Linked DNA regions of Mus musculus: regions 1, 2 and 4 are each linked to region 3. The links are chromatin contacts, called in public HiCAR-type and promoter capture Hi-C maps. All regions are on one chromosome and are shown on one strand. Each heading gives the region's core, a stretch centred on a gene start, on an enhancer-like site or on the middle of the called end of the contact. The rest is flanking DNA. Distances are from core to core; before and after follow the strand shown. Region 1 holds the start of Gnb4 (guanine nucleotide binding protein (G protein), beta 4). Region 2 holds the start of Tnik (TRAF2 and NCK interacting kinase). Region 3 holds the start of Mynn (myoneurin). Region 4 holds the start of Fndc3b (fibronectin type III domain containing 3B).

Region 1 (6,688 bases), core at 3,540-6,039, 2.0 Mb after region 3:
AGTGGGAAGCCAGCCTGCACTTCACCGTGAGACTCTGTCTCAAAACAAACAATGATGGGACTGAGGACGTAGCTGGGGATGGCAGGATGCTGGACACATGCATCAGGCCCTGAGTTGGACTCAGGCAGAAGAAACAGGGAAGAAAAAAAAAAAAAAAAGGAAGCTCTAAAGTGTCCAACCTTGCCTGCTGGATCAACAGGAAAAGAATGTGATGTGGGGGCGGGGAGAGAGGCAGACACAGCAAGAGGCAGGTGCAGTGGCGGCCTGTCTGTTTTCAACATTACCTTGCTCTGCAGCACAAAGTTCAAGGCTCACCTAGAGCTTCCCTGTGCCAGCTCTAGACTCAGCCATGTAGATAAGGCACTGGCCACGTCCATGTCATTTCAGTGTCATCCTCGCCAGCCAGAGCTGGCAAAGGTTTGTATGTATGCTGTATGTACATGTACAATTATGTACATGTTATGTACGACAGTGTGTTCACATCTTTTAGTCATAGGCTCATGTTGATGCCCTTTGTCTGAACCTAAGGCTAGAGACTCTTCGTTGCTCCTCCCATATTTCCTAGCTCCCTTCCTTTCTGACAGGGTCTCACATAGCCCAGCCTAGCCTAAAACTTTCTGTGTAACCACGGATATTGAACCTCTGACCCTCTGCTCCACCTATCAAGTGCTGGCGTTACAGGCATGTGCCACAATGAAGTGGGTAGAAGCCAGGGCATGCTAGGCAAGCCCCCTACCAATGAAGTCCACACCCAGCCCTTATTTCTTGTTTTTTGTCTCTTGGAGTAAAAACTCTAGCTCATGAAATATCAATACATTGACTCATTGTCTTTGTTACTGTTCTATTGCTATGAAGAGGCACCATGACCAAAGCAACTCTTATAAAAGAAAGGATTCAACTGGGAGCTTGCTTACAGCTTCAGAGGGCTGGTCTGGGGAAACAGACAGGCTCGGGGCTGGAGCTGAGAACTGTACATCCTGATCAGCTGGCAGGAGGCAGGCAGAGATCCTGGGTCTCAAAGCCCACCCTCAGTGACACACCTCCTCCAACCAGGCCACACCTCCTAATCCATCCTAAATGTATACCAAGCTGGGAAATGTGCGTTCAAACATACGAGACCACGGAAGCCATTTTCATTCAAACCCTCACATTCATCTTCTCAATGTGACAATACCCACAAGATGGCTTCAGGACCACCACACGGCTACCATGCAAGTAAGAGCTACCTGCAAAGATCAAACTTCCCCGGGCCATCTTACAATGAGATCGAAACTGGCCGGTCCCATGTTCAAACCCTACCTGGTTCTTTTCCTTCTGGTGTTCGGTTATTCAATGTTTGTACTCAACTGTGGAGTTAAGAAAAGAAAAAAAAAAAGAAAAAGAAACATATCCTAAAGCCCCCCTCCAGCTTGCTTATGTGCATGGGTTCAAGGCTGTGTGTGTATGTGTAAACACGGGTGCCTGGTGCCCAAGGAAGTCAGAAGGTGTTGGGGTCCTGGTACTGGAGTTACAGACTACCTACCTGTCTTGTATTTATTTATTGTCTTTCCCAGGGCCTGCAGGATGACAACCCAAAGACCCAAGTTTGGCCCCACCCCCACCCCAGGACCAAAGGAGAGAAAAGACTGTCCTGTGACAGCCACAGGTTTGCATCTGCTCACACATGAATGCACACCTGTACAGATGCACACACTCAATAAAAATGTAATACAAGGGCTTTTGCTTTTATGTTTTTTAATGAGCTACCCCAGCTTGCTTTTCTGTTGTTATGCTAAAACACTGACCCAAAGCAACCTGGGGAGGAAAGGATTGATTTGGCTTGCACTTCCAGGTTACAGTCCTCACGGAGGGAGGGCGGGGGCAGGAGCTCAAGCTAGAACTGAAGGGAAAACCACAGAGGGTCACTGGCTCGCTCCCAGGCTCACTTTCAGCTACCTTTCTTACATAGCCCATCAATTGGCAATGGAGAAAATGCCACACAGACATGCCCAAAGACCAATCTGATGGAAGCAATTCTTCAGGTTCCTCTGCCAAGGTTCACATCCAGTTGACAAGCAAGATCAGCCTTTCTCAATGAAGATCAAAATTAGGTGGTAAAGCTTAAAGAGCTTAGATGCTCAGCTGTTACAAGAGCATACTGCTCTTGAAGAAGAAACAAGTGCCTCGCAAAGACCCTTAATGACCCTACCTTCAGAGGGATCTGAAGCCACTGCCTCTTCAGGCACTGGCACTAAGGTGCCCAGAAACACGAGTAATTTAAAATGACTTTAATAAAAACTAGGCAGTGGTGACCACATACCTTTAATCCCAGAACTCTGAAAGCAGGCAGAAGCAGACAGATTTCTGTGGTTTCCAGACCAGCTTGGTCTATAGATGGAGTTCCAGGATAGCTAAAACTACACAGAGAAACCCTGTCTCAAAACGAAACAAACAAAGAGAGAGAGAGAGAGAGAGAGAGAGAGAGAGAGAGAGAGAGAGAGAGAGAGAGAAGAGAAAAAAAAAGAAAGAAAAAAATGAAAGACAGACAGAAAGACATAGGACAGTAACTGAGGTAGAACACCACATTGAGAAAAGTGTGTTTTCAGTAGATACACCACCATATTTACACAACAACGTAAGGGAGCCACAGAACCAGACACAGAAGCTTCAGGGTAAGGGGGTGGTAGTACAGGAAGCAGCTGTGAGAACATCTGGCTTAACACATAAAGGATATCAAAGAATTCCCACGTTATAAAGCAGGTTGTTGTTGGGAGACAGGGGCTTCCTTGTAGCCCAGGTTAGAACCCCTTTCAACAACACCCTCCTGCCTCATCTGCTGGAGCTGAAACTCCACAACACCTGGAGTTGCTTGCTACCCTGCTTCCATCCTCCCAAAGTGGTGGTAGTTGTTTCTCTGGAGCCCATGTCAAAATAGGGGTATTAGTTTGTAGGAGCCACCACCAGTTTAATGCCAATAGAGTAACTGTACCTCAGGAAAAGGGTCACTGACCCCAGGGATGCCAGGAACAGAATGGCTGATGGGTGGCTATACAGAGTAACACCAGTAAATGGCACCAATCACAGCAGAGAAACCAGCACAGGTTTCTGACATGTCAAGGAAATTTTATGTGTACATCAGTGATGGCTGAGGGTCCTTCCCAGGACCTAGGACTAACTGAATGTGTTCTGCAGGAAAAGCATGCACTCTGCGGACAGAGGGATCTTGTCCTGACTCCAACTTGAGTTAACAGTTACAAGGCCACAGTGAGTCATTTAACATCGCCTTGCCTGTGGAAGGTATAATGTGTCCTTTGAGGAGTGACCCAGAGATGACAGAACAGAATAGCTCACTGCCCCTGATGAGAGGACAGAGCTTCAGTAAACAATTCCTTTAATAAATCTGATTAAACTAGCCAGCAAGGCAAAGAAAGGAATAGCCAAACCACCAAACTTAAATAACACACCTGAAAGAAATCAGAGAATTCACTCACTCTCCGACAATATTTGGTGATGGGGAAAAAAAAAAAAAAAAAAAAAAAAGCCCAACTTAGATACCACTCTTAGTTTTGAAATTGTCCCAGGATCTATTTCAGGATCTATTTTTAAGGAGTAAAAACACACGCTGAAATGTTTATTCATAAAAGACCAGCAACTCAGAACTGCTTCCTGTGTATTGCTCATAGGCTTAAGGCATGCAGTTAAGCAAACCACAGCACGAAGAATCAGCGTCATGGTCTAATAACGTGTAGACAAGAGGTCTGGCAATATTTATTAAATGATATTTTTAAAGTTTCTATTTCGGTTTCAAATTCACCAGCAAACCCAAATGCAAAAGCAAAAGACTCCTTAAGTGCTCTTAATCAAAATATTAAAATATACAGTAAACTTTCAGAATCAGCAATGAATGCTGGCAAAGACCAGATATACAGTTTGGTCAGACCCCTGTAAAAGACAACCTCTCTCCCTCTCACATTAGCATGCCAGCCATCACATCCTGATAAGCTGAAATATATAAAAGGTCACCACCGTCCGAGTTCGCGATATTGAAAGGGACTAATAATTACAATTCTGTCTTAAGGCAACTCCCTAGTAGGGCGCGGGTCTACAGCAGGTTATAATACTCACCTTTTTTTGGGGGGGGGGTGGATGGGAAAGGAGTAGAGAAAACAAAATCACCCACCACTGTCAGCCTTCTCTCAACTTTGAAAACGCAGAAAGAGATGCGGGGAGAAGACGAGAAAAAATAACCGCTTTCTCTAGTTCTAAACTTGCAAATATCCAAAATCCGTTATCACCCACCTTAAAAATAACCAAGCTTTGGGGACATAGTATCAGTCCAAAAACAACAACCTGAGGCTCCAGCAGCCCGTGGAGAACTTGGTGGAGATGGCGGGAGGCTGTGTGTGTGTGTGTGTGTGTGTGTGTGTGTGTGTGTGTGTGTGTGTGTGTGTGTTGGGGGGGGGGGCATTCTCTGCAGCTACCGTCCTCTAGACTCCCGGGTGGACGCACCCTCCGGCCGTCCCGGGCCTCGCAGAGCGCAGGGGAGCCCGCGTCCACACGGAGCCCCGCGCCCGGCCGCCCGCGTCCACACGGAGCCCAGCGCCCGCCACCCGCGTCCACACGGAGCCCTGACGCCCGCCGCCTGCGCTCGCCACCTACCTGGAGCCCGGCCGCCACCACCGCGCTACTGCTGGGCGCCCGGCTGCGGGTCGCGAACCGCTAGCTGGCTCCACCACACAAGACGGCGACCACACCCAGAGCCCTGCACGCCGGACGGGGCGGGGACCCGGGCGCGGCGCGCTGGGCGGGGGCGGGGGCGGGGGCGCGCGAGGCCGGGGAGAGGGTCTGGGAACGCGCCGAGAGAGCGGCGCGCGTGGCTCGGGTCGGGGCTGGCGGGAGCGAGCGCGGTCGGGGCGGGGGGCGCTTGCAGGGGCTCGGGGAACCCAGAACGCGCTTGGCCTGGGTGGAGGCTGATTGGCGCATGCAGGGCCAGGGTGCGTGTGTGTTGGGGAGGGGGCTGGCGGGGGCGCGCGCGTGGCCTGGGCCAGGGTGCAGGGGGTGGGCGCTGGCAAGGCGTGCAGCTTCTGCGGCTTTGGGAAGCGGAAAGCGCATCCCCTGCAGTTTCGATTTATCAGTGTGCCCCTGGACGCGCCGTCTAAGCTGAGTGCCTGACTTCTTCACGCCTGGGCCTGGCCTAGGCTGCTCTGCTCTGGCGGGCTGCAGGGTTGAGCCAGGAGAGCCACAGATGCAGTCTGCAATTACTGGGCTCTAAAATCTGAAGTCAATCCAGCCAAGCAGCCGTCGGTGGATGCCCGAGGTTCACTGGGAACACGAAGCTAGTGATACTGCCCTCCTCCCCACCCCCAACACCAGAACGTGCTGTAAACATTCCTGAACAAACCTATGCTCGCACAGAGCCTGCCCTCTTGACTGTCAGCTCTCGGAAGTTACTCTGTGGTCACTGATGACTGGAAGGCCTTCTCCCAGCACCCTGCCAGGTCTCTGCTCTTTAAACACTAGTGCACCTCAGTGCATCTCAAGCGACTTTGTTCGCATTTCTCCGGCGTTTTATACTGAACATGTTATAAACTAAATGTCTCCCTCCAATTTGTTTCTTCTGCAGGGGCATTGCTCCTCTCCCCACCCCCATCTTTCTTCGGAGTTAATTCCACTTTGACAGACGGTTGCTATAGCATTCTCTTTCTGACGTCAAACAATTTAAAGAAACAGAGCTGGGTAAAAGAGGCTTGCAGAGCTGTAGAAGGGTTTAAAGAATATCAGGAGAGCTTGGCACCCCCGCGGCCTTCCATTCTTCCTTATCAGCTGCTCCATATCAACCTGGAATAAAAGCCACTCATACCTACCGGCAAGGAGGCCAAACAGCAGTCTGAATGTGACTGGGGAGAAGATCTGCTCTGTGTAAAAGCCACCCCACCACAGATGTGAAAACACCAAGATACCAGGATGATGAAGTGGTTTCTCCCCAAAGTTTTGCTTTCCCTAATTAAATACTAGAAGAAAATGAAGAAGTACCAGACTTACACGTCAAAGAGTCAGGATGGTAGGTTGCAGCCGGAGTGGTCTAATTTTTGATGGCATCTTTCAGTAATAAGTCCTAAACTAGAAGGTTGGAGACAAGGGGAAGCCGGTACTTAGGGAGGACATGCATTTCTAAGGCTCCCTGCCTCAGCCTGCCTCTGTCATTTATCCCCATTTCACAGACTAGCAAACTGAGGCCCACTAGGATTCTGCTTGTTTCATGAAGTCACATAACATGGCACCTGACTAGACCAACTCAGATACTTATTTTCCTTTGTTGTGATTTCCTCCCTCATAATCCTGTGCACAAGCATGTCCCATATGGCAGGATTCTGAGAAATACTCTACTGTCAACTGTATATTGAAAGACAAGCACCTGGGGAAACTTAGTGGAAAGCCCTGGGGTACTGAATCTATTCTGGAGATGATCGGGGAAGCAGACATCCATAGCTCCAAAACATGAACTGCAGAGCCCGAAAAGATTGATGGTCTTTGATGATCTGTGAAAATTTGATGCGGACAGAAATCCTGGCTGAATAGTCCAAATACTTAAAAGAAGTAAAAAGTATTCATCACCCAAAAAAACCCACTTCATATTATATCATATTGTATTTGTTTTGTTGCCTGTCTCTTAGTTTTCTAAAAAGAACCCCTACTTTTAAAGAACAAG
Region 2 (5,915 bases), core at 2,035-4,534, 2.3 Mb before region 3:
AACTAGCAGTCCATATTTAACTATTCCAACCCTGTAATGATATTTGCTTCAGCTTTTAAAAAACCGTAAGTTCTCACCGGGCTTCCTTGCCTTCCTTGTATCCTCTTCTTCGTCCTCCCTGGTCAGTTGCTGTGCACTTCCTGTCTGTGCCAGGCTTTCTGTTGTTGTTGCATGCTTAGAGTAGAGACAGCCAGCAGGCAGGTGTGTTTTCTTGGCTTTGAAGATATGCCTGAATGGTCTCTGCTTCCCCAGTCCTTCAGATCATGACAGGAGTAAAGCCTCATCTTGGTCGCATCCTGACTGCCTATGCTACTTGCTATTTGCCCTTTTTCCTGTCAGTTAACATCATGTATCTAAAATAATTTTAGTTGCTGACCTCTTGCCCCGCACTTCCTGTCTGCCCTTGTGAAGGCTGGGGTTCCTTGTTACCTGGGCTGTTCCATAACGAAGCAATAACCGACCAAAATGGTAGACCTTACTTTCATTATAGTGATTTTATATTGAATGTTTTCTTTTCTATAGGAGGAGGTATGTCTAGTGCTGTGGGGTACTCACCAGAGAAGACTTCTCAGACCAGACATGGGTTTAATCTAAAAGGAAGTCTTTATTAGCCAGCCAGCAACTATGCTAGGATCCCAGTGTAGCCCAGAGCCTTTCTCAGGGTGAGATTTTAAGCACAAAAACCATGCTCTAGGTTGACATACTTCAGTTAACAAGAACAGTTAGCCAGAAGCAGAGCCACAGAAGCCAAAAAGCAAGGCTAGTACATTTAGAGACTTTCTCAGAATTATGGTTTTTGATGGACTAGGCCTAGGCTTTAGTTTTAGAAGATGGTGTTGTCTCCATGCTGTTTTACAGCTGAGCGGTCCTTCCATCATGGAGTCAGTGGTGCTAAGTCCTTGGTGCCTACTAAGGACTGGGGCCCTAGTATGTCTAGACCTCTTTTTATAGTAGTGACTTATGTTTTCTTTTAAATTAAACACAAAGCAAAAACTGTTGATAAGAGTGCAGGATGGAAAGAAATCAGACTTCTGCTGGAACAGCTGAAATCTGAAATGTACTTGGCCTAAAGAAGAGAGTTTGATGTTCCTGAATAGGGCATGCAGAACTCTGCCTGATCTGCCCTCTGCCCTCTCCTGGTCCTAAGATTTCCCACCCTTGCCTGCCACTGCTTTCTACCCACTCCTCCCTCCCTCCCCAGGGTGCACTGTGTTGAACCCTCTTTGAAGCTATATCCATCCTTTCTGTCTGAGGTGGGGCTTCCTCAGCAGCAGTGGACTAGTCTGAACCTATTGTAAACCCCAAAGTAGAGTCTTGTGCTATTAGAGTTAGGGGAAAAGACCTTTTTGTGGTTTCACCTAAGTCTGTAGTACTTTTCTGTGAGCATGTTTATCTCCTATTTTCAAGTCTGAAGCTTTTAAAGGAGCCCTGCGTATGAATCTCAATACCCTAATCTGAAATTATTTTGCTTCATCTTGAGACATGTTAACCTGTTGTCTAGAGAAAGGGTGAGATAAGAAGGAGGAGGAGGAGGAGGAGGTGGAGGAGGAGGAGGAGGAGAGGAAGAAGAAGAAGAAGAAGAAGAAGAAGAAGAAGAAGAAGAAGAAGAAGAAGAAGAAGAAGAAGAAGAAGAAGAAGAAGAAGAAGAAGGGAAGAAGAAGGAGAAGGAGAAGATGATGATGACACACAAGGAAAAGTGTGGTGGAGGGAAAAGATGGCTTCTACTTGGTCCCTTCGTGGAGGCTTGTGGGTTCGGAACAGCATTCTAGTTTCATGGTATGGTTTAGAGAGCACATGACCCACCCCAATGAGTCCAAGACTAAACAGTCCAGCTAACACTAATTTCATTAGTGTTGGTCCGTTCATTCATTCTTTCAACTTGTTCTGAAGCTCATAATTAGTTTATTCTTCATGACTTTAAAAAGAAGTGGCAACAGCCCAAGTGTTGGTGTCCATGTGTAATCTGAGTACTTGGGTGGGCGGGGGGGGGGGGGTCATTTGCAGGACAATGAGGAGTTCAAGGCCATCCCCAGCTGCACAGTGAAGGGAAGACTTCCTTTAAGTACTTAAGATCTGTCTCATAACCATACCAAATCAAACAACCAATAAGATAAATCAAAAAGAACCTCTACTCCCCCCAAAAGAAAACAAAACAAAAAGTCAAATAAAAATCAACCCCCCCCAGTATGTTTAGCTTTTTATCTCAGTAGATGCTAGAGGAACACTCAGAACTATTGATGAGTTGAAGCCAGTGGGAAGAGTTCACTATAAATGTTTTCTTCCGACGTATTTTGCGTGGCCAAACTAGGAGACAGGCAAGGATGCGAGAGGGTTGGGGAAGTGACTTTACACTTTTGATAAAGAATGACGGGTTACCACTGCAAACACCCAGCTCTTGAGTGAAAAAGCGAGCGAAGTCAAATAGCTCGCGGGTCAGGGCTCACTATCCTAGAGCCAAACTTTCTCCATGAATCCAGGTAGGTCACCGCGGAAAAGCTACAAAGGAGGAAACACTGGGTTAGGTACTATGTTGCCCAATTAATGTCGGCCTTGGAGTCACCTGAATCCTTCGAGCTACTGCACCCAGGGAGCAAGCTTCTCTTTTCAATTCGGTCATTTCCGTGGGGAATTGCGGCACGCGCAGGTCTTGGGTGTGGCGATATCCAGACAGAGCTCACATCTCTCGGATTTCCAGCTTCTAGCAAACCTACTCAGCCTAGAGAACCACAGACGATTCGGGCCTGCCTTCCTGCAACCCAGTGGCCGCGAATGACCGTGACCCTGTGGCCACTGCTCAGCACCAAAGCCAGGCTGCCGGCTCGGCGCGTGTGAGCTTCTCCCCAACTCGCTCTGCGCGGGGAGGCGGATCCCCTTCCCTGCGCACAAGTCCTTATATGCACCGGTTGCACCGGCCCGCCTTTACTCCAGCCCCACAAATAATTAATGGGGGAGGGAGGACGCTGCTGCCTTTTCCCGCTGCCTCTCCCCACCACCCTTTTCACCATTAGAGTATCTGAACGCAGTCAAGAAACCCCAAGATACGATCGAAGAGCCATTTTGGTGCACTGCACAAATTGGACACATTAAAAATATATATTCAGCATTCAGGCTCCTGCACAGAGAGGCTCAAAAACGGCTGTTTAGATTCAGCACTATTAACCCTCAAAAGCTGGGGCGGAAAGGGTGCGTACCCCTCCCCCACCCTGGCTAGTGGCGGAGGGACCCGGTCAGGAAGCGCGGCCTCTCCCCAGTCGGAGACCACGCCTCTCCCCCCCCCCCCACTCCTCCCAGGAAGCGGTGATAGACAGTTCTGTGTGGTTCTCCACCCCCACCTCCCAGCTGAGTGGAGGAGTTGATATGTCTCATTATAACAGCCAATGCAGCCGCCATCCACGCACAAGCAAAGAAGCATGTCCCATTTAAATACACCCACGCAGCCCCAGCGCCCTTAGCCGATCAGGGCGCGCAGCCCACACGCACCGCGGCTCCGGGCTTGGAGATCCGCGCAGGTCGGGCTCCGGGATCCCGCGGATCGACGCTCTCGGAAGATCGGGATCGGACTCTTGCTGGGGCCCGGGTGGGCGGGGGAGGCTGGGCCCCGGGCCTCTCTGGCGGACAGCCGCATGAGGACGCGAGCGAAATAGACCGGGGTGGAATTGCCAAGGAAGACGCTTCGGGGTGGTTTTGGTCCATTTCTCCCGCGAAGAGTCGACATGGCGAGCGACTCCCCAGCTCGCAGCCTGGATGAAATCGATCTCTCCGCCCTGAGGGTGAGCAGAACGTGTTTTTTCCTTTTTTTCCAATGGTCTAGGGCTGAAAGAGGGAACGTTCCCTGCCTTTCTGTTCTAATTCCGGGGCAGCCGAGGGGTTCTAGGCTGAGCCCCTACCCCTACAGCAGGGGCTGGGCTCCCCTTGTGCTCCTAGGCTGTTCCCGAGGTTCCGCAAGGAAGCTGGTAGAGCTTGTCAGTTTCATCTTCGATCGGTGTAAGAGCATTACATGAAAGGCTGGTGTGTGTGTGTGTGTGTGTGTGTGTGTGTGTGTGTGTGTGTGTGTGTGTACCCGGGCAACCGTCTCGTGCCAAGGCGCGAGACCCGACTGCTCCTTGCTGCAAAAGATTCTCTTGGAGAAGAAAGGCACTGGCCCTTCACGTTTGCCAGCTACCTGCAAGATGCCATCGTGAGCTAGCTGTCTCTACCAGCGGACCCTGCTGCTCCAATGGAGCAGTAATTGCTGCTCTGGGCTGGTCTTGTAGGTGCTAACTGACTCCCTTCCCGGCTTCTGTCTCCGGTGCTGGGGCTCCGGCTCAGCTCTTCCCTATATGCCAGTGTGCACTCACCTTTATCTGTGGTTTGAACTCAGCCCTGCCTATTCCTTCCCTCGGTGACTGTGACCTTTCAGTTTTATGGCTGAACTTCAGCAGGTGAAAGAGAAGCTTAACCGCTTCTCCTCACCACACCGGAACTCCCTGGAGAGATTGTGTGTGCGTGTGTGCCTGTGTGCCTGTGTGCCTGTGTGTGTGTGTGTGTGTGTGTGTGTGTGTGTGTGTGTGTGTGTGTGTGTGTGTGTCCCAGGTCTGTGAACAGTCCTTTGTAAAACATATTCCCTTCCCCGAGCCCGGCCGCTTTGCCTTTACCTAATGAAACACCTCAGACGTCGTTCCATTGTATTGAATAAGACTTTAGTGATCTAGAATCCATTTTGCTGTTGTTTGAAAATCAGACTGCCAGGAATCCCATTGCAGCCTCGACGCTTCCCCACCCCCACCTCTAATCCCAGCACACTCCTTCGGGGAAGGGGGCCGAGCGCTCTTGCCATTTTAATTAGATGCTGCCTGCCAGGAAGGGGGTGAGGAGGGGTGGTGGCCTTGGCAGCAGCAGGCATCTGAGAAAGATTGGACACCAATCTCAGTTCCACTAGTTTCTTCCTCTCCCGAACTAAAAATAAAATAAACAGCAAATGCATATGCTTGATGCCTGGAGGGTAGGTGAGACCTAAGAGATGGTGTCTCATCTCATGTCACCCACCGCCAGTAGGGGTGGAAGTTCAGTGGTTCTCCGGAACACATTGTTAGATTGATGCTAGAATCTTGAGGCCGTTTACCTGTGTCTACTAAAGCCTTCCTGCCCTTACATTTCTCTACAAATATTTTAAGGGGCTAGATACCTGTCTGATGGAGGTGATACTTTTTCTTCAGGCTCCACGAGTCTCTTTTCTTCCCTCTCCTTGAATCCTTGCCCCTTCCCATATCTTTTGGTAGAGAGAGAGAGGTGACAATTCAGAGAGACAACTCGAAGGTTGAGGACTGACTGCCCTATGAAACGGCCTGTTGTGCTAGTGGGGCAGCAGAAGCTCATTCATGCATGATTACAGTAAGCTGTCTGTTTTTCTGGTGCCCAAAGGCCACATTCAGAACCAGTGAGTAGCTAAGTGTGGGGGTTGGGAGCAGAGTGGGTGCTTTAAACAAGCGCGGCTTCCTCTTCACCCATGGTGTGTGCTCTACTTCTGTCTGGGAGTTGCTATGGTGTGAGTTAATCAGGTGGACCAGACTTGGAGAAGGAGGAGTGGCTAAGAGGTGGAGGCCTGAACAATGAGGCAGCCTTGTGATATAGCTGAGCAGGAATCTTAGCATCCTTCTCCCTGATATGATTTTTAAGTTGGGGGGCTGGGAGGAGGGGACTAGCTCCTGTGGGCAAGGTTTTCTGAGATACCAAGCACAGAGCACCTTGATGCATACTTGAGGAAACTCCCGGGCTCTGCTATGTGTATGTGGAACAGATATCTTTGTATGATTTACTGAGATTGCTCTTTGTCACCCAAGAAGCCCAATGAATTCTCTGCCTGCACTGGTGTGTGCAAAGAGCTAGGATAACAGCTACTCCCAGTGTCTGGGGGAGCTATTGGCTGGAAGACTTAC
Region 3 (6,227 bases), core at 2,376-4,875:
GGCACACACTGAGTAATCCCAGCTCCTGAATTCAGCACCAGGCCAGTAGTAAAGCCAGCAGCGAAGAGAGCCAACACCGCCTGGGCGGACATGTAGAAGGCAGGGACTCCCAGATTCTCAAAAAACACTTCGGAGATGTGTTGCCGGTCTGCCAGTGGATTCAGCGCAGGTTCTGTAACCAAGACCGGGCCATCACTGGCGTTCAGGTTCAGGTTGTAGTCATAGATATGCTTCCACATGATCTCCATGTCCCCCCAGGAGGAAATGAGACCCCGTTCCACTGGATAGCTGGAGGGAGGACAATAAAATATATAAGTCTTGTGCTTTTATGGTTGTTGCTAATGGTGGTTTTAGATTTGGCTTAAATTATTATTATTATTACTATTACTATTATTATTATTATTTGATAGTTCTTGTTTTGAGACAGAATCTCATTATGTTGTGCTGGCTAGCTTAGAACCCATGACACTTGCCTCCAGCACTCAGGAGGCAGAGACAGGCAGATCTACGATTTCAGGCCAGTCCAAACAATAGAACTAGTTTTAGGATAGCCAGGGTTACACAGAGAAACTCTACATCAAATAAACAGACAGACAGACAGACAGACAGACAGACAGACAGACAAATAAAACAAACTCAGTATGCAAACCAAGATGGCTTGGAATGCACAGACTCCCCTGCCTTTACCCGATTGAAGGTGAAGGCTACCATTCTTAAATAGAAACTGTTAATTCTACCTTTCTGTTCCTTTGCATCCAAGGGGACTATTTATCATTATTGTTTTCTGTAATTGACAAAGTAACTTCCAGTAAACAGCACAGCTACTTTTCTCTGCAGTCATTTTGCTTGGCTATTTTTTTCTCTTCTTTGGAGAATGTGACTTCAAAAAGTTGGAAACTTCCCACATTCTGGTATAATTGTAAATAGTTCAAGAGACCACACCGCATGACAAAAGTCACACGTCAAGCCACATTCTTACGCAGGCACATCTAGCATGAACGGCCACTGTATGCTTGAATATATTTGTGTATAGAGAACAGAAGTTTTTGTTTGTTTGTTTGTTTTGGGTTTTTGTTTTTGTTTTTTGTAAGGAGTGGCCTTGGGGTTCCTTCCCTGGTCCTTTCGGGGTGGCTTTAGCTATGGGCTCTCCACCCACTTCCACAAAGCCCCCAAGACTGCAGAGTCCCGCAGTACCTGATGGATAGGAAGCTCCTGCGCTCCTGCGCTTGATCACCCACACACAGCTCCTGCCTGCTGTCCGCCGTATGGCCCTTGGACCGGCCCAGAATATTCGGGTAGACAAACTGGGGCTCCCGGGTCCCAGCCAGGCCCGCCTTGATCATTCCCGAGCCGTTGTCGATCACCACTGGTGGCTGGTAGCCGCTCATGCCGCTGGTGCTGCTGCATCTGCGCCTCCAGACCGCTCTTCCCAGGCTGTGCGGTGACAGGTGTTGGTAATGTCGCGTCACAGAGGACCCGGCCATCTGCTGGCCCGCATGACATGAGTGAGGTGCCTCCTGCGACCGCTTTCCATGGGTTGAGCATCACCGCTGCTCCTGGAAGCTCTCAGCATTAATACCAGAAAACCGGGCTACCCTTGCAAAACATAGAAATCTAACAATTTGCAAGAACCTTTCTCAAACACGCTGAATGTCTATTAAAAAAAAATTCTCTTAAGTCCTTGCACTGTGGTTAACAGTAGTGTTCCAGGGCGAGTGGGAAGCTGGAGGAAGACCCTTAACACCGGCCTTGGAAATATCGCTACAGGAAGGCTCTGCCTGGCTTCTGTAAGGATCAATTTCAGGGAGTGCTGGGGTGTGAAACGAGTTTATGTTCTGTATAGTAAAGTAAACAACGTTACATCTTTCCTGTCCTTTCTAAAGATATACACAAAAAGGCAAAACCTTTTGGGTTTTGTAAGATGGTGCATTTTAGCACAGGCTGCCCTCGAACTCAGCGGAATTCCCCTCTTCAGGCTCTGAGTTCTGGGATGCTCGGCTCCCCTCCTTCCCCTTTTCTTTTCTCCGTTCATTTCTCTCTCTCTCTCTCTCTCTCTCTCTCTCTCTCTCTCTCTCCCTCCCTCCCTCCCTCCCTCCCTCCCTCTTCCCCCCCCTCCTTCCCCCCTTATTTCATCCTTTTCTTCATCTTCTGGATTATATCTCTAGGTCCTCCGAAGCTAATTTTCATTTCCTGAGGTTGATGTTTTAGGAATAAGAACATGTCTGCCATTTGGTAAGAATATAAATGCCTTAGATCATTATGAAGTTCAGTTCAGAAAAAGAAAGTACACTGCGCAGCAAAAAATGAACGTCTTGGTGTCTGGTTTCGCGCATCCTTTAGGGGCTTTAAAACAGCACACAAATAGAAGCTTTGGTTTCGAAGCAGGATGGGGAAAAGGGTAATTTACACGTGCTTCCACCAAAACCCGCCAAAGCACTGTACTGCGCCAAATCACAGGCCCTGGCTACAGCGCGCCGCTGCTTCCCAGCTGGAGGAAAGCATAACCTGTCTAAAATGAGAAAAAAAATGAAATTCGGCCAGGAACTAAGTGTGCCTGCTGGTCTCTAGTGGTGTACCCGCCGGGCTTAGCAAAACAAGAAAAAGACAGAATGAATGAAAGGAAGGAAGGGAGAAAAAGAAATTGCAAACAAGTTCAAACTTTTAAATAGTCTCAGCCTGTTAAGTTAACTGTGCTTTGTTAATATTTTTTCTCTCTCCTCATTGAAAAATGCATAAACCTTAAACAGGTGTGAAACGTATATGACGACATCACATAAGAAGAACATTTCAACACACCAGTGCAACCAAGTTTCCGTAGTGTAGTGGTTATCACGTTCGCCTAACACGCGAAAGGTCCCCGGTTCGAAACCGGGCGGAAACATATCTTTTAAAACGGTAACCCGCCCATTAAAGAAACGACCTTGAATCAGCTGTTTTAATGTTGATAACAAACGCCCCAACACACAGACGAGAGCAGCAACAAAAAGGGCTGATGAAGTAGGTAGCTACTGATTCTAGAAGGCATTCTCCCAATCTCTAGCCTCTGAAGCATGTCTGTATTCAGTTTTCTCCCCTCGAGATTCCATTTCCCCCCCCTCCTGTCAGGCTAAATTTTGTTCTTAATTTATATGTCAACTTCACTAAATATTTCAGAATTAACACATTATCGAAAGGGTTTGACAAAAAGATGAAATTAAAAAGAAATTTATACTCAGACATATAAAAAAGTAGCCTCAACATTTTTCTTATAAAAACGACTCGTGGTTTTATTCACAAATTCTTCACAGAGATATAAGCAAAAAGATTCCGGTATGGAAAAAACTCTCAGAGTTTTTGAGACTGTCTTTTAAATAAAGTCACAGGTAAATTCCTTAAAAAGCATAAACGTAACTTATACCAACAAACGTTTCAGTTGTGCTTTTTAAGATTTATGACGTCCGCAGGTTCTAGGGAAGAACACATCAAAACTTAACTTTGCTCTTCTCCCTTTACTGCACTAACTCTGATTTCGAGGTAAATAACTGTGCTAAAATTATTCTGGTTCAGACGTAGGAAAACCTTTTCCGGTAGAAAGCCCACCTTCCTCCCACGTTGCGCATGCCCAGTGTGCCCTGCTGCTTTGCTTTGCTTTCGAACATCTCATCTCTGTTGCCAGGTAAGGGCATTCTGGTAGATGAGCTTTGGTGAGCCGGTTCAAACAGAATTCTGGGGGTCCCAAGAGCTTTCGGATATGCAAAAGAGGAAGGAGTGATTGGTCTCGACTTAAGCATATCCCTCCCACTCGCCCCGGTCAAGAACCAGGGTGCACAACACAGTCATCTCCACTGGAGGGGCGCTAATGAAGACAGGATGACAGGCGAGGAAAAGAACTACAACTCCCAGCATGCAGCGCGCAGCGCGGTTCCCGGAGAGGCCGGCTCTGCACTCAAGCCCGGTCTCCATCCAGAATCTGGGCCGACAGCTGCGGGCTGACAAGGTGAGCAGCTCGCACCGGATGCGAGTGAGCAAGGAGGTGTGATCCGGAGACCTGGGCATGCCGGGAAGTCAGGGCTCTGAGACCCAGCTCGCCGGCCCTAGTAGACTTTTAGCGTCCTATCTCCGGTGTCCCCAATGGACCACACACCCGGACGTGACGCTATCGCAGAGGAGGAAGGGAGAGGCGGAGCGTCGCAGTGACGTCCTCCCAAGATGGCGGTGAGAGAGTGAAGAAACTGTTTCCCTTGGGCGGCTACGGGTGAGTGCCGCCCTCTGTCTGGCCTGTCGTCCCTGCGTTCTGGGATCCCGGGGTCTTATGTGGTCCGGCGCCTCGGAGATCGAGCGCGATTCGGGGCGGAGGAGGGTGTCTAGGCAGAGGCAGCGTCCGCGGTATATGTAGTCATGGCCGGTGCCGTGGGAACTCGCGGGAGTGCAAGCTGGGAGTGCAAGGCAGCGGTGGCCGGGGACTGGCTAGGACTGTCGCCCTCCGCCGCTGCCAAGCAAGCAGCGGGCAGGCAAGGGGTGTGTCCTCCTCCGGAGAGTGATGGAACCTTTGACACAGCGGGTCGGGGCGTTCCCGCCCCCTTGCACTTGCCTGGAGCTTGGAACCTCACCATCTCTGCTTACAGGGTTCAGTGATCAGAGAGCAATGGGAACAACTCGTATCGTGTTCTTATCCTGTTTCAAGGAGGCTTTTCTTAGTCTATTTGTTTAAGCACCTTCAGGTAAAGATGCCTGTTGGAGCTTAAAAGTTTGAGGGGTCAACTCTAGAAGCTTAGGATTTTACGGCCCTGTTTACAACTGTGACATGTTTTTTTTTGTTGTTGTTGTTTTTGTTTTTGTTTTTTTCACTGCCTTTTATTGCATTAGTGTTCTAGTGCAGTAAAACAAAGAAAAGCATTTAATCACCACGAGTGTTCGATGAGGCTTTTGGGGGTTGGGAGGCAAAGGAAGAGCTGTGTTCTTTGGGTTTAGTCTTTTGTCCCACACTCCCTTACCGCTGCATGGGTGAATGTTTGATGAAAGCTTACGGCTATCAGTTCACCGTCTCTTCTTGTCTTTTTTAGATCAAGGGTGAAATCCCATTCTGCTAGCAAAATGCAGTATTCACACCACTGTGAGCACCTTTTAGAGAGACTGAATAAGCAACGGGAAGCGGGATTTCTTTGCGACTGTACCGTAGTGATTGGAGAATTCCAGTTTAAGGCGCATAGGAATGTGCTTGCCTCCTTTAGTGAGTATTTTGGGGCGATCTACAGAAGCACTTCTGAGAACAATGTTTTTCTTGATCAGAGTCAGGTGAAGGCTGACGGATTTCAGAAACTGTTGGAGTTTATATATACAGGAACTTTAAATCTCGACAGGTAAAGTACATGTTTTTATTCAGTTATAAAATCTAGTCTTTAGAGCTAGATTCCTGTTTTTCCAGTTTGCTCTCCATGCTCATTCTCAGTGTTGTTACACAACACACACACACACACACACACTATAGCTTCAGTAGAACTGTTGAGGATGAAAAGATGTTTGGTAAGCACAAAAAACACATTAAAGCTGGTGGTGGGCGGCAGAGGCAGGCAGGACCTAATAAATTCAAGGCCAGCCTGGGCAACAGAGGAAGTTCCAGGACAGCCAGGGCTACACAAAGAAACCCTGTCTTGAAAAAACAAAAACAAACAAACAATACACATTAAAGTCAAGAATTCCATCTGACAGACTTATTCACCAAAAAAAAAAAAAAAAGGCTCTATTTCAATTTTGCAAATTCTGAATTTAAAGTAGGTTTTCCTTTGGTCTTCATGTCCCTCAGGCCCTCTCTCACACAGTCTCTGTCCGTTGCTGCTTCTAGGGTATTTGGAGTAGAGTTGTTGAAGAACCACCTCAGGCCTCATGGCCTCATGGCCTTCTAGTGCTCATATTTAAATGGCAACGTGCAGGACTTTCTGATTGTGGTTCTGGAAAGTAACTTCGTGGAAATGCAAGTAGCATTAAGTCTGTTCCCGTTGTCAACCTATCCAAAGCTTGAATCAAGCCAGAGGCATCACTGTGTTTCTCTTAAGGGTCTTAACCGTTGGGCTCCAGAGGTGCATTGGTCAAGTGCCTGCCGTGCAAGGATGAGGACCTGATTTCGGGTCCTTAGCCACCAAATAAAAGCAGTTTTGTGATACCAGTGCTGCTGGGGTGGAGCTCATTAGCCCGCCCGCCCGCCCTCCTGCCAGCCAGCCAGCCAGCCAGCCTAGCAGAATCTGGGAGCT
Region 4 (6,403 bases), core at 3,420-5,919, 2.9 Mb before region 3:
TGTATCTTGATGTCCTAACAAACTAAACCCCGCATATATCATGGTTAAATCTTGTTTCCATATTTGGCACACTCCCTAGGACACTATAATTCTATTTATAACACAGTTCTTTACCCTGATTCTGTGAAAATAGTGAAATGCTCCCCACGGCCAGGAATGGGTATGAACAAGACATTCAAACGTCTGAATGTTCTCATTAAGCAATGCCTGGCCTGTGGTTGAATTTATAACTTTCCGATAGCCGGAGGCAATGTGATTTATATTCACACTAAAATAATACTGCAATTTAAAACTGATTCATTGCCATCAGTCTCTGGGATTCTGTGTTCTGGAGTCACAATTATAACCTGTGATTATCCCTGTAACTCTGAAGGATATACAAACATTCAGGTATCTCTAGACTGAACATGGAAGTTGCTTCTTAAAAATCCTAATAAAGTGTGGGCTGCTAAGCTGTCTCAGGAGCTAAGAGCTTGCAGTGTTCCGGCAGAAGGACAGAGTTCAGTTCCCAGCACTAACCTGACACAGCTCACAGCCTGTAACTGCAGCTGCAGGAAACCTTACACCCCTGGCTTCCAAGAGTACCTGCACTCACATGAAGGGGCCCACACAGTTATACACATAATTAAAAAGAAATTTCCTTTTAAATCCTAATAAAAAGAAATTATTTCTCATTTGTCTGTTCCTGAACCATTTGAGAAATGCGTCCAAGCGACTAAACAAATAGACAAGAGGAACTGGAGAGAAGGCTCAGGGGGTAGGAGTGCCTCTATGCCAGTGTAAGGGCCAGAGTTCAAATCCCCAGATCCACTTAAAAGCCTGCTGTGGCCACAGGCTCCTGTAACCACAGCACAATGGGAGGTGTGGGACAGGAGGACTGTTGGGTTTGTGGCTGCCAAGCCAGCTCCAGGAGGGTGCCTGTGTTAAGAGAATGAGGCAGACAGTGACAGAGAGAACTCTGACTTTCACACCAGATATATATGTGTGCACACACATTCACAAATGAAACACTCTACTCTTGGAGTTAAAATATGTTTCTTTACTTTATATCTCGTGGGGAAAATAATTTTTACAAATTGAACACTTACACATTAAATGGGTCTTCCTGCCACTGTGAGGTATTAAGGATGCCCCTCCCCATCTCTGAGGCCCTCCCCTTACCCTCAAAACAAAAAAGAAAGGTGCTGGGTTCTGGGATATCTGCAGATAGAATCTAGTCAGATGGATGTTCTTGGAGTTTCACTATCTCATAGGACATAGGGAAGTCTTTGGAATTTCTGTTACCAAATGAAACTCAAAAAGTGCAGCTGATGTTAATTAAATCCACTTATCACAAAAATTTTTCTAAGTGTTTGCTCACTGCAAATGGTCATTCCTGCTGGTTTAGTCTAGAACAATTTGTGACTAAATCTAACATTTGATAATTGACTGGGGAGGCGCTATGTCTCACTATACAGCATATATATATATATATATATATATATATATATATATATGTATGTATATATATATATATATATATATATATATATATATATATATATACTATGCCCAGCTCTTGGCTGGAATTCCCTATGTAGACCAGGCTTAACTCAAACCTACAGAGATCCACTTGCCTCTGCCTCCTGAGTGCTGGGACTAAAGGCGTGTATCAACAACCACTACACCCTGCTTGATAATTTATCTTACATTTTGATAGCAAGACTACTTAAATTCTTCAGAAGAGTGCTGTAGCTCCACAAAGACAACCTCAGAAAGTCCCTTTAAAAGAAGGCCTAAATGAGCAGGTGATGTGGATGCCAGAGGTGTGATTTTTTGTTTCTTCCAATTCTATGAATGCCTTTCTTCTTGCATTCTAATATTTACACTTTTGGGGGAAAGGAGACCGAGTAGACAAACTGACCTGGAGTGTAAGCCAGGCTAGCATCTCTTGATCTTCCCACCTCTGCCTCTTAGATGCCAGGATTATAGGTGCAAGCCACCATGCCCAGCTATGCTACTTTATTACACTGAAATGGCTGTACAAATCAGCTCCTTTACCAGCAATTCCTACATATACCTATTCCAACTAAACTTCTAAGCTACAGGTCTGCTCATCAGTGCTGACTGACAAATGCGCACCTTAAGCTGTAAGTAGCTAACTTTCCACTCTGTTTGGAGAAGCAGACTGAGGCACACCTACCCCAGACTTCAAAGTCTACTTAGAATAGGAATTCAAGAGCTAGCTGAGGCTCTAGCACTGTAGTAGAATATGTGCCTCCAGTGTACACAAGGCCATGGGCTCAAACCCAAATGTGTGTGTGTGTGTGTGTGTGTGTGTGTGTGTGTATGTGTGTGTAAAAAGTAGACTTAAAACATCTTCTGATTGTAAAGAAATACACTTAACTTGGTGATTCAAAAAGCAATATGGCTCAGTTGAAGGTCAATAGACTTGGGAGTCTAAAAGTTCTATGTTTCAAATTTAAGTTTAAAATAATTTGGAAAAAAGGAAAATTCAAACAACAATTCTTGAGTCACGGAGCCACATTTGAAACGCTCGATTACATGTGCCTCCTGGCTACAGGAGGACAATCTAGACAGAACCATTCTATCCCTGGAGAAACCACTGAGCCATGTTCTGAATTACTGGTACCTTGATTTCTGTGAACTTAGACGCCCTTGTTTATAAAACGTACATTTACTACAACTGAAATCAAAATATTCAAAACTTAATCGAGTAATGTATAAAAGGCAGAAAACATGTTTATCTAAGAAGGAATATACTATTAGTACAAGCTCTAACAGGCATGTGGTTCATACCTGTCACCCAACATCCAGGAGGCTGAGGCAGGAGGTCAAGCTTGGAGAGGCCAGCCCAAGCCTGTCTCAAAATACAATGCCCAAAAAAACTTTCCTTACAAGCAATTAAGTGTGAGTGACCCTTCCGGGTGGATCATGAGAATTTTAAGAGTTGGGCAGAACGGGCACAAATGCCAGTGTAACAAACAACCAGGAGAGGTGCTGGTGCTCACGCTCTGCATTCCTTTAGAAGCCCCAGAAGACAGAAGACGGGCTCCTCCAAACATCCCAGGCTCTGATCACAGCTATTTTTAAAGGGTCTTAAAAGATTACCAAAATGTCTTTCTGGAACTGTATATACTGTCATTAGATGCTACCAGCCCCCACCCTACAAGATCTCGACAGTGCTAACAGATGCTAAAGGAACACGATCTTGTCACACAAACGCTTTTTCTCATAAGCATCAAAATAAAATGCTTGAAAAGCACATGCAAGTTTAAGGACAATACTAAGAGAGCAACTTTTTAAAACAATAATCAACGAGGCCTCACTTTTAGCCAGGCTGCCGCGTATCTCGCGTCTCGGTAAGCATGAACTCCGGTTGGCCCTCCTGGCCAGAAGCATGTCCAGGGACTTTACCCTCTTCAACAGCTGCTCCCAGGGAGCCAGGAAATTTACTGAACCCAGTCTTTACTGCATCCACAGTCAGCCTCCAACGAGGAGCGAACCAACAGCCCCCACACCAGTCACAAAACCAGGTCAGAGTTGCTATGCATGCATGCGCTGTGTGGCATAACTCAAGTTCCCAGGGTCCCAGCCGATACTTGGAGATGCGGGAGCGCCACGCACTCAAATCTGAACAGAGCAGTGAAATTTTGCTCAAAACCTGACTTTCTTTTGTACTGTTTTGTTGTTGTTTTAAAAAAGAATGTTATTCCAGAATGGATTCCTTTTCTTCCGGGTCTGTCTGCTCCTACTAACTCTCTGCCACAACCAGGGTGCCTCCCCTTTCCCAATGCCCCACCTCTTGCCACATTTATAAAAAAAAGAAAAAAAAATGGCACATTCCCTCTCCCCTAGCTTCTCCTAGTAAGGCCTGGAAACTGGAGGAAATTCAAATCAAATTAGTTGCACATTAAAAAATAAACAGACAAGCAATCAAGGGTGCCCACCCAACAAAAGCCCTCGCCAGTTCCAAAATATGATTAAGCCTGGGAGGGAAGAGGGGGAGGGGGACTAGCCGGGATGGAGATAAACGTGTGCATTTTTGGCCCCAGCGTCAGCCTCATCGCGGCCAAATTCTACATTTTGTTTAAAGAAAACGCTGGGCCTGAGAGAAAAGAAAATAAAAAGTTGTAACTTTTAAGGAAGTCTGCAATCCGCACTGTCTGGATAAAATGCCAGTGCTTCCTTCGTCTGGGATCGCCGGGTGGGAGCCGAGATTCGAAAAATCTCCAACCCCAGCCGTTCTCTCCGGGAAGGCGCCCGGCCAGCGGCGCCGCCCGGCGGCCCAGCCAGGTCTCCCGGGACGCTCGCAGAGTCCCCCAGGCTCCCCAGGCCGGGCGCTGGGGACGCTAGGCGGTCACGGCCCCGGGCCCCGGGCCCCGCTTTCCGCGAGGACTGACAGGCCCTTCCCACGGCAGCTCGTTCCTGCCTGCCATCCGAACCAGACGGTCCCCGCGGCCCGCCCAGCCCGCCCGCCGCCTCGGGGCGCGGATTCCACCCGCTGGGTCTCCCGGCCGCCCCACCCCCGGCAGGGGCGCCCCTCGAGCCTGACCGACTGACCCGCGCTCCGCTGGCCCACACGCACCGGGTCGTCCTCTGCTTCCCGCCGCGCCCCGCTCCCCCGCCCGAGCCTGCAGCCGCCTGGCTCGCCGAGTCCAGCCGCGGCCGCCGGTTCCCGCCCCCAGCCCGGGGGGAGCCCAGGGGGCAGGACGGGGAGGGAGGACGTGGCGCGCAGAGGTGGCCAGAGGCGGGCGGGGAGTGTCCCCAAGAGGCCCCGGCGGGGGCGGGGGCGACCGGTCGCCCAGGGACCCTCCCCGCGAGCATCCCGGGTCCCGGGTCACAGCCCGGCACCCCCAAGGGGGCCAAGGCAGCCCCGAATCCCAGCTCTGCGCGCACGCACGCCCTCCTCCCTCCACCATATGGAAATCTACAGCCTCCCAAAGTGACACGTCGAAGATTCCTCGGCCTGGCCGCGCGCCCTCCCCCTCCCAGGCAGCGGTCCTGCCGCGGGGATCTGGGCGGGGGAGCGGATTCCTCGGAGCGACGGCCCGGGGAGGAGGGGAACTGCGAGCCCCGCATCCTCCGCTTTCTTCCCGAGCGAGCGGGGGCTGGAGGGGTCGCCCCCTACCCGGCCGGGAGCTTCGGGCAGCCGAGCGGTCGGGGCGCGACCGGGACTCGGCAGCCAAGTTTTCCTCGGGCATCCCCGAGTGCTCCGGGGCCGGGAGCGCACTCGTGCAGACTCGGAGTCCGGCCGGGCTCCGAAGCGCAGGGACCCGAGAGCGACTGTGGGTGGCACGTCCCCCGGCAGCCCGCCGCCGCTCCCGCACGCCTTACCTCCCCTCAGGCTGAAACGGGGCTCCGGGTGCCCGCAATCCGGGTCGCCCACGCCGTCCCAGCCAGCCGCCCGCGGGATCCCCGCCGTCCCCTGCGCCGCTCCCGCCGCTGCTCTCCGCCGCCTCCTCCGGCCGCCGCCGCTGCTCAAATAACTACCAGGAGGGTTTGATGGGGGATTCCGCCATGTCAATGATGTCGGGACCACATGGGGATTCGGGCCCCGCCCACTGCCGTAAGCCTCCCAGTACACGCGCAACTACAAGAGCAAGCTCGCGGTAGCTCGGCGAGGCCTCCCTTTACCATAAGCCAAGCCAGGCTACACACAGCGGGGCTTCTCTTGTCTGAGCTGAAGAGAACTGGGAGACTCTGAATGAGATTCTGGAATCATCACTGCAAATGCAGTATTTGCTCAGTAATTACTAAAGCTGACTTGTTATTTTTCACTTATAACACATATTTCCTTTTCCAATTGTAATTCCCAGAAGAATCTTTCAGTGATTTTTTTTTTATTCTTTTAACTTCCCACAGCATTTTGCATAAGCAAATTTTATGATACCAAAATTTAAATGTCTATTGTCCCTTTCAGTTCCGGCTAGACATCTTTACTCGAAAGACTAAAGACAGTTCCTTCTAGTTTTTATTAATATTTAGTTTGGGCATACTTTATTTCTATTGTAAAAATGAATGTGTGTGTGACCTCAGGTATACACATGCCATGGTTTTTGTGTGAGTTTTAGAAACTTAAAAGTCCTGTCTACCTTACACGGGTTCTGGGACTCCAACTCTGGTTGTCAGACACGGTGGGCAAGTGTCTTTACACACTGAGCTATCTTGTTGCCCCTAAAGACTGTTTCTTGTCATTTATCTGGATTGTATGTGTCAAATGCAAAAGGATCTACTAGCTATCGATTGTGTATGAATTAAATATATACTATATTCCTGCTGCATAGGCTCTGTCAAAGATTAAGGGGTTGTGCCATACTGCCCGCAAATTAAAAAAAAAAAATTTCTAGAAGCAGGGATATTAGATCAAATAATTTACCCTCCTCTGTTACTTAGTTATTCT

The links. Promoter capture Hi-C pulls out the DNA fragments that hold promoters and counts their contacts. HiCAR-type assays count read pairs that join an accessible place to other places. Capture Hi-C pulls out chosen DNA fragments and counts their contacts.
Region 1: a contact with region 3 is called in a promoter capture Hi-C map of liver, with 5 times the contacts expected there. The contact joins the promoter of Gnb4 here to the promoter of Mynn in region 3. A contact is called at or near these places in 2 of 39 promoter capture datasets (the C10 cell line and pre-B cells), 2 of 115 datasets of contacts at active chromatin or transcription factors (astrocytes and double positive thymocytes) and 1 of 9 other capture datasets (liver).
Region 2: a HiCAR-type map of astrocytes shows a contact between it and region 3, with 3 times the contacts expected there. The contact joins the promoter of Tnik here to the promoter of Mynn in region 3. A contact is called at or near these places in 1 of 39 promoter capture datasets (frontonasal cranial neural crest) and 2 of 115 datasets of contacts at active chromatin or transcription factors (astrocytes and thymic regulatory T cells).
Region 4: a promoter capture Hi-C map of pre-B cells shows a contact between it and region 3, with 3 times the contacts expected there. The contact joins the promoter of Fndc3b here to the promoter of Mynn in region 3. A contact is called at or near these places in 2 of 39 promoter capture datasets (hippocampal neurons and pre-B cells).

The regions. Positions count from the first base shown.
Region 1 is chr3:32,611,801-32,618,488 of GRCm38.p6, forward strand. Gnb4 (guanine nucleotide binding protein (G protein), beta 4) reads right to left here and starts at 4,790. Exons shown (of 10, transcript NM_013531.5): 1 at 4,639-4,790. It overlaps Gm52622 (a long non-coding RNA gene), which reads left to right and starts at 4,811. Exons shown (of 2, transcript XR_003954599.1): 1 at 4,811-5,477; 2 at 5,603-6,684.
Region 2 is chr3:28,259,930-28,265,844 of GRCm38.p6, forward strand. It overlaps Tnik (TRAF2 and NCK interacting kinase), which reads left to right and starts at 3,285. Exons shown (of 33, transcript NM_026910.1): 1 at 3,285-3,770. The coding sequence starts at 3,714.
Region 3 is chr3:30,598,462-30,604,688 of GRCm38.p6, forward strand. Mynn (myoneurin) reads left to right here and starts at 3,626. Exons shown (of 8, transcript NM_030557.3): 1 at 3,626-4,234; 2 at 5,043-5,339. The coding sequence starts at 5,074. n-TVaac8 (a tRNA gene) reads left to right here and starts at 2,809; the gene lies at 2,809-2,881. It overlaps Actrt3 (actin related protein T3), which reads right to left and starts at 1,409. Exons shown (of 2, transcript NM_029690.2): 1 at 1,195-1,409; 2 at 1-288. The coding sequence starts at 1,388.
Region 4 is chr3:27,705,783-27,712,185 of GRCm38.p6, forward strand. It overlaps Fndc3b (fibronectin type III domain containing 3B), which reads right to left and starts at 4,670. Exons shown (of 26, transcript NM_173182.3): 1 at 4,564-4,670.